Regions from separate parts of the Mus musculus genome. Here region 1 is linked to region 2. The links are chromatin contacts, called in public HiChIP or PLAC-seq maps. All regions are on one chromosome and are shown on one strand. Each heading gives the region's core, a stretch centred on a gene start, on an enhancer-like site or on the middle of the called end of the contact. The rest is flanking DNA. Distances are from core to core; before and after follow the strand shown.

The links. HiChIP or PLAC-seq counts read pairs in DNA pulled down with a chosen protein or histone mark.
Region 1: a contact with region 2 is called in an H3K4me3 HiChIP or PLAC-seq map of embryonic basal ganglia, with 2.6 times the contacts expected there. The contact joins two enhancer-like sites. A contact is called at or near these places in 1 of 39 promoter capture datasets (the C10 cell line), 3 of 15 datasets of contacts at CTCF or cohesin (CD8 T cells, pro-B cells and stem cell-derived epiblast-like cells), 50 of 484 Hi-C or Micro-C datasets (3T3-L1-derived adipocytes, the AML12 cell line, B cells and 31 more), 7 of 115 datasets of contacts at active chromatin or transcription factors (DN3 thymocytes, T-cell acute lymphoblastic leukemia, a beta-TC-6 cell line and 4 more) and 4 of 9 other capture datasets (adipose tissue, embryonic stem cells, embryonic tail and 1 more).

Annotation. Positions count from the first base shown.
Region 1 is chr14:65,540,279-65,545,049 of GRCm38.p6, reverse strand. All of the region lies in intron 14 of Elp3 (elongator acetyltransferase complex subunit 3), which reads left to right. Among named protein-coding and RNA genes, the nearest start is that of Elp3, 50 kb to the left of the region's middle. Within about 2 kb of position 1,964, at least 24 of the 459 cell types and tissues checked have an H3K27ac peak or open chromatin away from gene starts, as enhancers often do. A contact at or near this core is called in embryonic basal ganglia, where this site is marked.
Region 2 is chr14:65,402,118-65,406,827 of GRCm38.p6, reverse strand. It overlaps Pnoc (prepronociceptin), which reads left to right. Exons shown (of 4, transcript NM_010932.2): 3 at 1,642-2,124. The coding sequence ends at 2,079. Among named protein-coding and RNA genes, the nearest start is that of Pnoc, 21 kb to the left of the region's middle. Within about 2 kb of position 1,872, at least 24 of the 459 cell types and tissues checked have an H3K27ac peak or open chromatin away from gene starts, as enhancers often do. A contact at or near this core is called in embryonic basal ganglia, where this site is marked.

The sequences.
Region 1 (4,771 bases), core at 715-3,214, 140 kb before region 2:
GGCGAGCATCGTTGGCTGTCCTCTGGTCTGGGAGCCACTCCATTGTGTAAAGAAAGCTTCATATAGATTCCTTGACTTCCTCTTTGGCCCTGACCAGCCTTCCTGAGGAAACATTGGACACATTTGCTATGTGGCAAGTGCATCTTCTTCTCTTAGTCCTGTATCCCTGATCTGAGAAATCTGTTGTTCAGAACTTAGAGGATAGCAAGTGTTTGTTATTGTGCTGTGTTGTTGATGTTGCTTTCTCCTTCCACTTGTTCACCTTGGCTTTGGATTTTCTAAATCTGCTGCTGCTGCTGCTGCTGGTGTGCGTGTGTTTCCATAGATGATCCTTTAATTTCTTCAATAATTACTTCCATCCTCGTTCTCAGTGAGGCATTTGATGATGAAATTGGTGATGCTAAAGTTTTCATAAGCAGTTGATCCCAGTCATCGATCATGGATACATAACTTTGGCCACAGCTGACACCTTTCTCTGACGTTGTTCTCAGCTCATAACTCTGTGCTCTCTATGAGTTGTGGCTTTTTTTCTAAGTCACACGCAGTGGTGGCATGGCTTCCTGACTTGGCACGATTCGTGAGGACAGGAGAGACAGGACCATTTATCATTTTGTTGGCCTGGCTGTAAGTAACGCATTTATGTAGAGCTTGGAAAATTCTGCTCTGGTTCATTCCAGCTTCTCCTCATCCTGGCAGCAGGTTCCCTGCTACTCAGATTTATGATCGGGGCTCTACCTCTAGACAGTATTATTGACGTCACTGTAGATCAGAGAGGTGCTGTATATTCTCATTTTCCCTATTTAAAAACATTGCTTTCATCTGTTACCTCCATGTATTTATTAAAAAGTATACACATGTGCCTGATGAATCAGCCTACGGCTAAAGCTGGAGGAGAAAAACTGAAACTGCTTTAAGCAGTCGGTCAGATGAAATACTTAGTAAGAGGCATTCAAGTTCACTCACTTTAAAGTGTATAATTGGCTTAGTAAACAGTTTTAAAGTTAACTGTCATCTTTAAGTGTGAAAATTATTTAAAAGCAAAAATTAAATATTGTTTCATTGCCATCAGAATCACTAGGTGTGTTGAGGGGAACAATAAAAATATAATCTCCACGCTCTGAAGCCTGAACCAGGAGGATTGCTGTGAGTTTAAGGCCAGCATGGGCTGCATAGTGAGACTCTCATCTCAAGAGGAGGCATGGTGTTGAGCTGCCTTCTGGGACTGAACGCTCAAATGGGCAGGAAACCTGGTCTCCACCACTGACCCCATCTGCAAGCGAGGATGAGTCCCAAGGGAGTCTAAACTCCTTCCTTAGACCCAGGCCAATTCTCCACCAGGATTAATTGCTTCTTCCCGCACACAGAAATGGGCAAATCACTGCTCTAAAACCAGCTGTTTATAAAGTAATGTATAGGCAGGGAGTAGCTGTTAGCTCTTGCTGAACTACAAAGCAGTCAGTCCCAGCTGGGATTGCGGCCTTTACCATCTTAACAGTCTCTGTGGGTGCCCAGCTACGGAAGATGAACAAGTTGTGTTTACTTTTAAAATGTGATGTTTTGCCTACATATAGTGATCAGCAGTCCGTCTATCAGGAAGCAGTTTGTCTCATTCCTTCATGTATGCTGTAAGGTGCAAGGACCTCTACTGTGGAAGCTATCTACAATCTTTAAAATGCCATCACTAATAATCACCATGGAAACCAGAATTCTGATGTCACAATGTCCATACGATTTCTACAAGGGCAAATATAACTATCAATAGCCACTGTTTAAAAAGCCACTTAACACCTTCAACAGAATGAGGGATTTTTCCCCCACTCTGGCAATCTTGGCTAGGTATCAGATTCAATCATGTTACTGTTTCAGTTTGCCAAGCTAATTGCTATGCGCTAAGATAGACAGCTATTCCCCAAGCTCCCTGACTACCTTCGTCATAAGCAGTATTCTATTTGTGATCCTTCAAGTAGAAAATTAATATGGCCATTGGCCAAGAGCTGTACAAGCTTGATAGATCACACAGTGATGGTGAGAGACGAGAAAAGGTCTGAGTGGTTCATGTCAGAAGTCTTCCAAGTCAGAGCGGGAGAGCCATTCTGTTTAAATCTGTTACAGTGCCAGTGATGAGCGGAGGGGAGGGAAAAATTTAAAATACAGGGTGAGTAAAGCAGGCAGTATGGATATGAGGTCATTCTTTATCATGATACCCTATCATGATACCCAAAGCCATGTGCCCTAAAGCTGTAACTACCGTCCCCAGTGGTGAAAAATTAATGTGTCTGTGCCTTATATAATCCAATATAGCTTCCTAGACAGAAATTAATGGTTTTGTGCCCCAGTACCGCTGATTAATAATGCCCTGTGTAGGCAGAAAGTAGTAGTTGTTTCTTAGGCTTTGACCAGCTGAAATTTACTTCCTGGACCTGAGAAACCTCACCTGTATCCCAGGCTTCAACACAACTCCCTCCATTTTGGGTGAAGGTTATTTTATTCTTTGCATTATAATCTAGTTGAAAAGCAGGGTCTATTTGTAGCCACTTCTGCCTGATAATGGACTCATAATCCTACCAGAGTCCCCAGAAGAGCTTCTCTTTATTATGGCGGACTGTTTGCTAATGGGTCAGGGAGCCTGCCAAATGCAAACCAGTTTGTGCCACATGTGCATTTGTGTTAATACAGGACTTAGCAGAAAGGAAGAGAAAAGGTTTCCTCTTTTGTGCTCTCTCCTTCACCCTTCATATAATTTTCTTGTAAGTAAATTACTCCTCAGCATCCCCTAATTAAATGCACATTTTCTGGCTTCCTTGTGTCTTCCACTTTGGTATTCTAACAGTGGCCATACATGTTGTCTTTTAGATGTGTGCTCCAATGGGATTGTTCTTATTACTATCATCTTGCTTTTAAAGACAATAGATACAGCATAAAAACTTGTACTATCACAAGTCCTCTATTAAATTCAGCATCATTATTAATCAGACTGGCATTGATGGCATAGAATGCTGTTCAGCTAGATAACAAGTTGAGTGCATGTTTTCTAATTGATGTCCGTCGTAGCTCAGCTGTGGAGGCATTATTGCTTAGCTCATCTGGGGAGTCTTATTTCCTGGTTTGACACGTGTCCCTTATGATGAGTCAGGTACCAGTTTACTGTAGATGAATGAGACACCAGTTTGCAGCATTTTGCATTAGACCATCCCACAGTAAGCATCACGTGACCGTCCTTAGTGCTCGTGGCCACAGTATTTCTCAGTAGGCCACCATTTGGGTCTTGGGGACATTTCCTCAGCAGAAGCAGTAGCGCTGGTTGTAATGGCCTGTCAGCAGGGAAAGAACTACACTGTGGCATTTATCTTTTAGCCTTCTTGTGTTTGATAAATGTCTGTTTCACCCTCCAAAGGCGAGCCTTGCTTCCATGGCCGTACTGTAGTAGGCTTCTCCCCAGCCTTGTACCTACTAGTACCCAACTAGCACCAAACTAGTCCTGTACCTAGCCTGTGGATTTTGGCAGTGATGGTTAATATTTTCAGCTTAGAATAAAGAATGGGTCGTACCATGTGCTCTGTGCTAATATCCCTAAAAGTCTAGGAGCTTTGAGCTCATGGCTGCCTGCCTTTATTGTAAAGTGGGTGCTTCTCAGGCTTCTTGCTGGGGAAGCAAGCCTTCTCTAAGTACAACCTCACTGTACTGGAGAAGCAAGCTTTCTCTAAGTACAGCCTCACTGTACTGGAGAAGCAAGCCTTCTCTAAGTACAGCCTCACTGTAATGGAGAAGCAAGCTTTCTCTAAGTACAGCCTCACTCTACTGGAGAAGCAAGCCTTCTCTAAGTACAGCCTCACTGTACTGGAGAAGCAAGCCTTCTCTAAGTACAGCCTCACTGTACTGGAGAAGCAAGCTTTCTCTAAGTACAGCCTCACTGTACTGGAGAAGCAAGCCTTCTCTAAGTACAGCCTCACTGTACTGGGGAAGCAAGCTTTCTCTAAGTACAGCCTCACTGTACTGGGGAAGCAAGCCTTCTCTAAGTACAGCCTCACTGTACTGGAGAAGCAAGCCTTCTCTAAGTACAGCCTCACTGTACTGGGGAAGCAAGCCTTCTCTAAGACAGCCTTTGGTCTTTTTTGGTTTTTTTGTTTGTTTGGCTGGTTGGTTGGTTTTTGGTTTTTTTTGAGTTTTTTGTTTTGATATTTTATGTATTTACATTTCTCCTTTTTAAATGTTTTATTGCAATATTGATCATGAAATAATATCTTTTTTAATGTTTTATTGCAATCTTAACTCATTAACTCTCCTAGGAAGACAGTTAGGTTTTTTTTCTATGTAAACATTTGACATTGTCTTAACTCATTTAATTTAATAAGTCCTTATTTTTATATCTATTACAGACAGGATTCTTCCCCTTAATTAAGGTGACTAGATATTGCTAAATATTGCTGCAGCCCTGCAAGCCAAGCGTTCTCGGGGCCTTTCGGTTGGGGGATTTTTGCTTCCATCACATCACAGAGCACATTTTCACTCTTCTGGAATCCTGGCCTGAGCTCTGGACTCTGACAGCCGTTCTCCTCTCTCTGAGAGGAGAGTTGGGTTTTAGGATTTAAGGTGGTGGTTGTGGAATACATTCTGCCTCCTTGAGCTTTGAAATGGGTGTGTAGTTGCACATCCCCTTAGGAATGTTTGGCATACCAGTCTAGACCCCTAGAGCTGCACCTGTGAGGGCCGTTCCTGTTTCCTGTGACTCATACAGGTTACTGGTTTGAATCATTTGACAAACCAACCCTTC
Region 2 (4,710 bases), core at 623-3,122:
ATAAGCATTAGGCTCATATGCCATCTGGCACTAAAAATGCTACTGTACATTTAAGTCCCCCAGACTTGCCTCAAACCTTCTCCTAAGCCAACAGTTTGTGATGATTTGGTCAGTATCTGATTTATCTGCTATGAGTGAGTTGAATCTCAATAAAGACCGTGGCATCTGGTTTGATCACAAAATTTCATTTTCTCACATAGACACAAAATCTAATTACCATCTGGAATTAGAAGCCTGGGAGTGTTCAGTTTTAGTGGCCTCTAGACTTATCTCTTCCACCAGTAAACCAAAGGAGCAGAGAACTGAGCAAACACTGAGGGCTCCTTCTCTGTGAAGTTGAACCAAGTGTTCCTAAAGGCTGAGCTGCTCCCAGCCCCCACCTCTGGCGGGCTTCTCAGTGCTGCACACACCTCCCTGTGCTGCTGCTGCCTCCGGAGAACACTGTCTCAGCCGATCTGCCACCATGGGCATGAGGAGTTGGGCATCTCTTTGATGCTGGCGTCTGTTCTGTGCACCAAAGGAGTTTCGCTAACGTCTTCAGCCTCTACATAGCATTAGAAGACACACGTGGGCTCGGTTGGTTAAGGGATCCCCTTGTAAGGATGAGGAGCTGAGTTCACTCCCCAGAATCTGGGCTAGAATGATGCCCATATACGTTGTGGAAATTACTTTCATACTAAATTACTTATCAGAAAGAAAATTATGATCCTTTGTTTAACTTTCTAATAAGTATTTTTGATATAATAGTTGCAATGCATTTTTGTAATTAAACTTACTTTGGAATGCAAAAAAAAAAAAAGCAGGTGGCATGTATTTGAACTCCCAGCACTGGGAATGTAAAGACAGGAAGGTCCCTGGAATCCAATGACCAGCCAGTCTAGCTTAATTAGTAAACTGCAAGCCAAAGAGAGACACTTCCTAAAAAGAAACAGACAAGATTGCCAAGGAGGATGCCCAACGTTGTCCTTTGACCTTCATGCACACAAATTTTTAAAGACAAATGTTATGACAACCAAATGTGTCCACGCACTGATTTGTCTAGAATATAAGAGAATTTAATTGACTGCCTAGCCTACTGATCACTATATAGAGAAGACACTTACCCAGGACTCCATATGTGAGTAAAACGTACTCCTAACTTTTTAGATTATGCTTCATGAAATAAGACAAATATCTCTATCATTAAAATCCCCACAGGAGGAATGCAAAGTTGGGTAGGAACACGGATGTAAGACAGAGTAATTCTTTCCAAGGAACCAAAAGAAGATAATATAAAGGTGAAGAGATAAAGTTAGGATATGGCCAGATCTGCAAGGATGGGAGCAGGAGGGGTCATTCCTTCAGAGGGCACACAGTGACAAAAGGCAGGGAGGTGTATGAGGTGTAGAAGCCCTGTGTGCCTAGGGGACTGTGAAAGATGAGGAGTGAAAGTGACCTCCCTGAAATGATGGATCATGACCTGAAATAACACATAAACCCTTTTGTCCCCTTAGTTGCTTTTTGCTGGGGCATTTTACTATAGCGAATTAAAGTACACCAGTAAGACTATACATGAGAATTAAATCTATCTGCTGGTATCAGAGATCTAAAGGTAACAGGGAGCCAGTGGATTTGACTGTCCTCCTGCTTGTATCTTTGCAGACGTGCATCCTCCAGTGTGAAGAGAAGGTCTTCCCCCGCCCTCTCTGGACTGTATGCACCAAAGTCATGGCCAGTGGCTCCGGGCAGCTCAGCCCTGCTGACCCAGAGCTTGTGTCAGCTGCTCTTTACCAGCCAAAGGCCTCGGAGATGCAGCACCTGAAGAGAATGCCGCGTGTCCGGAGCTTGGTGCAAGTGCGAGATGCAGAGCCTGGCGCAGATGCTGAGCCTGGCGCAGATGCTGAGCCTGGCGCAGATGACGCTGAGGAGGTGGAGCAGAAGCAGCTGCAGAAAAGGTTTGGGGGCTTCACCGGGGCCCGGAAATCAGCCCGGAAGTTGGCCAACCAGAAGCGGTTCAGTGAGTTTATGAGGCAGTACCTGGTCCTGAGCATGCAGTCAAGTCAACGCCGGCGCACCCTGCACCAGAATGGTAATGTGTAGCCAGAAGGAGCCCCTCCCAGCTGCACCGGCCACTGCAACCCATGAGTGAGTTGGGCACCAACTAGCAGGGGGCAAGAAGTGACTTCATTTACCCAGCTGTCTCAGACTTCTTCCCAGGCCTAGAAACACATTAGCCAGCCCCCAATCTCTCTCTCACGCGCGCGCACACACACACACACACACACTCACACACACACATTCACCACCCAATCCCTCTCCCCACACACATCTCAAGGATTCCGGTCCTTGAGAGGTTTGGTTGGTTGAAGAAATTCACATCTCTGCCTCTCTACCCATTTCTCCAGGAAGCAAAGTTTTTCCCACCATTCTCCTTGAGGCTGACCACTCCCATTCAGAGACTGGTTACCATGGGGATAATAGTAGTATGTTAAGATAACTAATTCCTCTATAGCCCTCCAGGAGCTTAGTTACTATGGGGACAGTTAAGTGGACCAATTCTAACAGCCGGTTACCATAGCAACCATTCAGCTCACCTTTCCTCAGAGACTTTATCTGCAAAAAGCCAATAGCCAGCCCTCCTCTTAGCCATTTGCAAAGAGGCCGATTACCGTTCTGCTTCAAAGACAGCTTATCCACCTCACCCTGCATCGCAAGGTGGCTGGACTCCATGGAAACCGTTACTATTTCCCATTTGCCCTTGCCAAAGACTTTTTGTTGAGACCCAGAGTTATGCTTTTTGCTCTCATTTCTTCCTCTAACACTTTGGTTACCCTGGCACTTTGCCAAGGAAAGACCAGTTCTTTATCATTAATGGCGTCCTCGCTGAACCGGGATTCCAGGATTTCACCTAACGGATCGAGTGAGTTATAAAATATGTACTAATGAAGGAATTTTTTTTCCTTCAGTTTTTTGCCTCTTTCCAGGATAACATTTGTGATCTTTTCCTACCCTCCGGTACACACACACTCATATAAAGTCTATCAGAGAACTCAGAAGAGAAACCCAATTACAGTTGGCTGACTCCAAACCCAACTCTCACCAGTGCACTACTGTGGACTGGCATTAGAAATTAATAATTCCCAGTTAGAAAAAACCCAACTGTCAGGTCTGTGCCCCTTCATGTAAACATCTCCTGAGACAGCTTGGGGGCCAGGGGGACACGCCTTATACAAAAGCACCAGTTAGTCTGACAATATGGTATTGTCCCAACAGAAGCTATTCCCCACTTCTGAGGCAGAGAAGAAACAAGCATGCAGCCCCTTTTTGCTTCTTGCGCACCCAAGGCAGCCATGTCGTTCATAATCCTCTTTCGAGGTAGAGCCATCTATATGCTAATCTTTGGTGCCCACACTCTCCCATACAGACAGCCTGCATAGCCCAAGCTGTGAGGCTACTTGTCTGCAGCAAGCTTATCCCCCAAAATGGACACCCTTACTAGGTTTCGGGGAGACAGTTGCTGCATTTATCTTAACAGAATGATTCATCTCTGAAGATCTCAAGTGAACTTGCACACGCTGAAGTCACAACTTCTGTTCTTGGCAAGCAGTCTATTTCTTTCAAAGCCAGACCTATCTGATATCTAGTAGTAAATCTTCCAGAAGTAGCATGAATCCTTCGAAATCTTAATGACATTCTTCAAAGGGGCTCTTAAGGGACACCAAAGCTCATATCTAACTCTAAACCACAGCAATATTCTTTACAGTTTAAGATCAGTCCCATTAGCAAGAATCAATTTATTTGGAAGGAAAAAGAAAAAAAAACCAAGCAAACTATTTGAGCCAGACAATTGGTTTTTCTGATTTTCTATTATACTTCCAGCTGAGAGGTGCTGTAACAGGGCTAATAAGCTCCTTCTCTCGGCTTCTCTGCTTAACATGCAAAATTCTTCATGGATACATTAGCCAGCTCATTTGGGTATTATTAATGGCTGTCCTCTCGTCTCTCTCTCTCTCCCTCTTCCCCCCTCCCTCTGTGTGTGTGTGTGTGTGTGTGTGTGTGTTTCTGTCTCTGTGTCTCTGTTTTTGTGTCTGTGTCTGTCTCTCTGTGTCTCTGTGTCTCTGTGAGTGTCTCTTTCTGTCTCTGTGTCTCTTTCTGTCTCTTTGTGTCTGTGTCTCTGTCTGACTCTGTCTCTGTCTCTCTCCCTTTTGACCTCCCCCTCCCTCCTCCACATGCATGGTGCTGAGTTCCAGAGTGGATGTTTGTTAATAAGCCTGGCACAGCCAGAGGAGACCTTGTGTTTATGTGCATACACACAGCCCAACCTGCCATGTGCGTGATAGAAATCCTCCCCTGCTAGCCAGCTCCCATTGCCAAAGTTGTTCTTGGCGTCTAAGATGCTATTGCCAATCAATGCTCAGAAGATTGGAATGAAGAAAGGGGGCCACCCAACGCTGGAGTGGAATGGAGAACCTATTCCAAGTGTAATGATGGCCTAGGAGATGGGCCACAGTAGTGCAGACCCTGCTTTGGACAGAGATCTTGGGGACAGCCTCTCCTCTGACCTGTACTTCCAATACTCTTCTTCTGCATCTGGTCTTGACCTTCTAGACATTGGCATCACACTCATGATCCCACAGTCACGACATCTAACTTAGATAAGCCACATAAGAGAACTGTAAGGACTCTGTTTAACATAGACGCTGTGCCAAGAACTGGAGAGAGATGACTGTT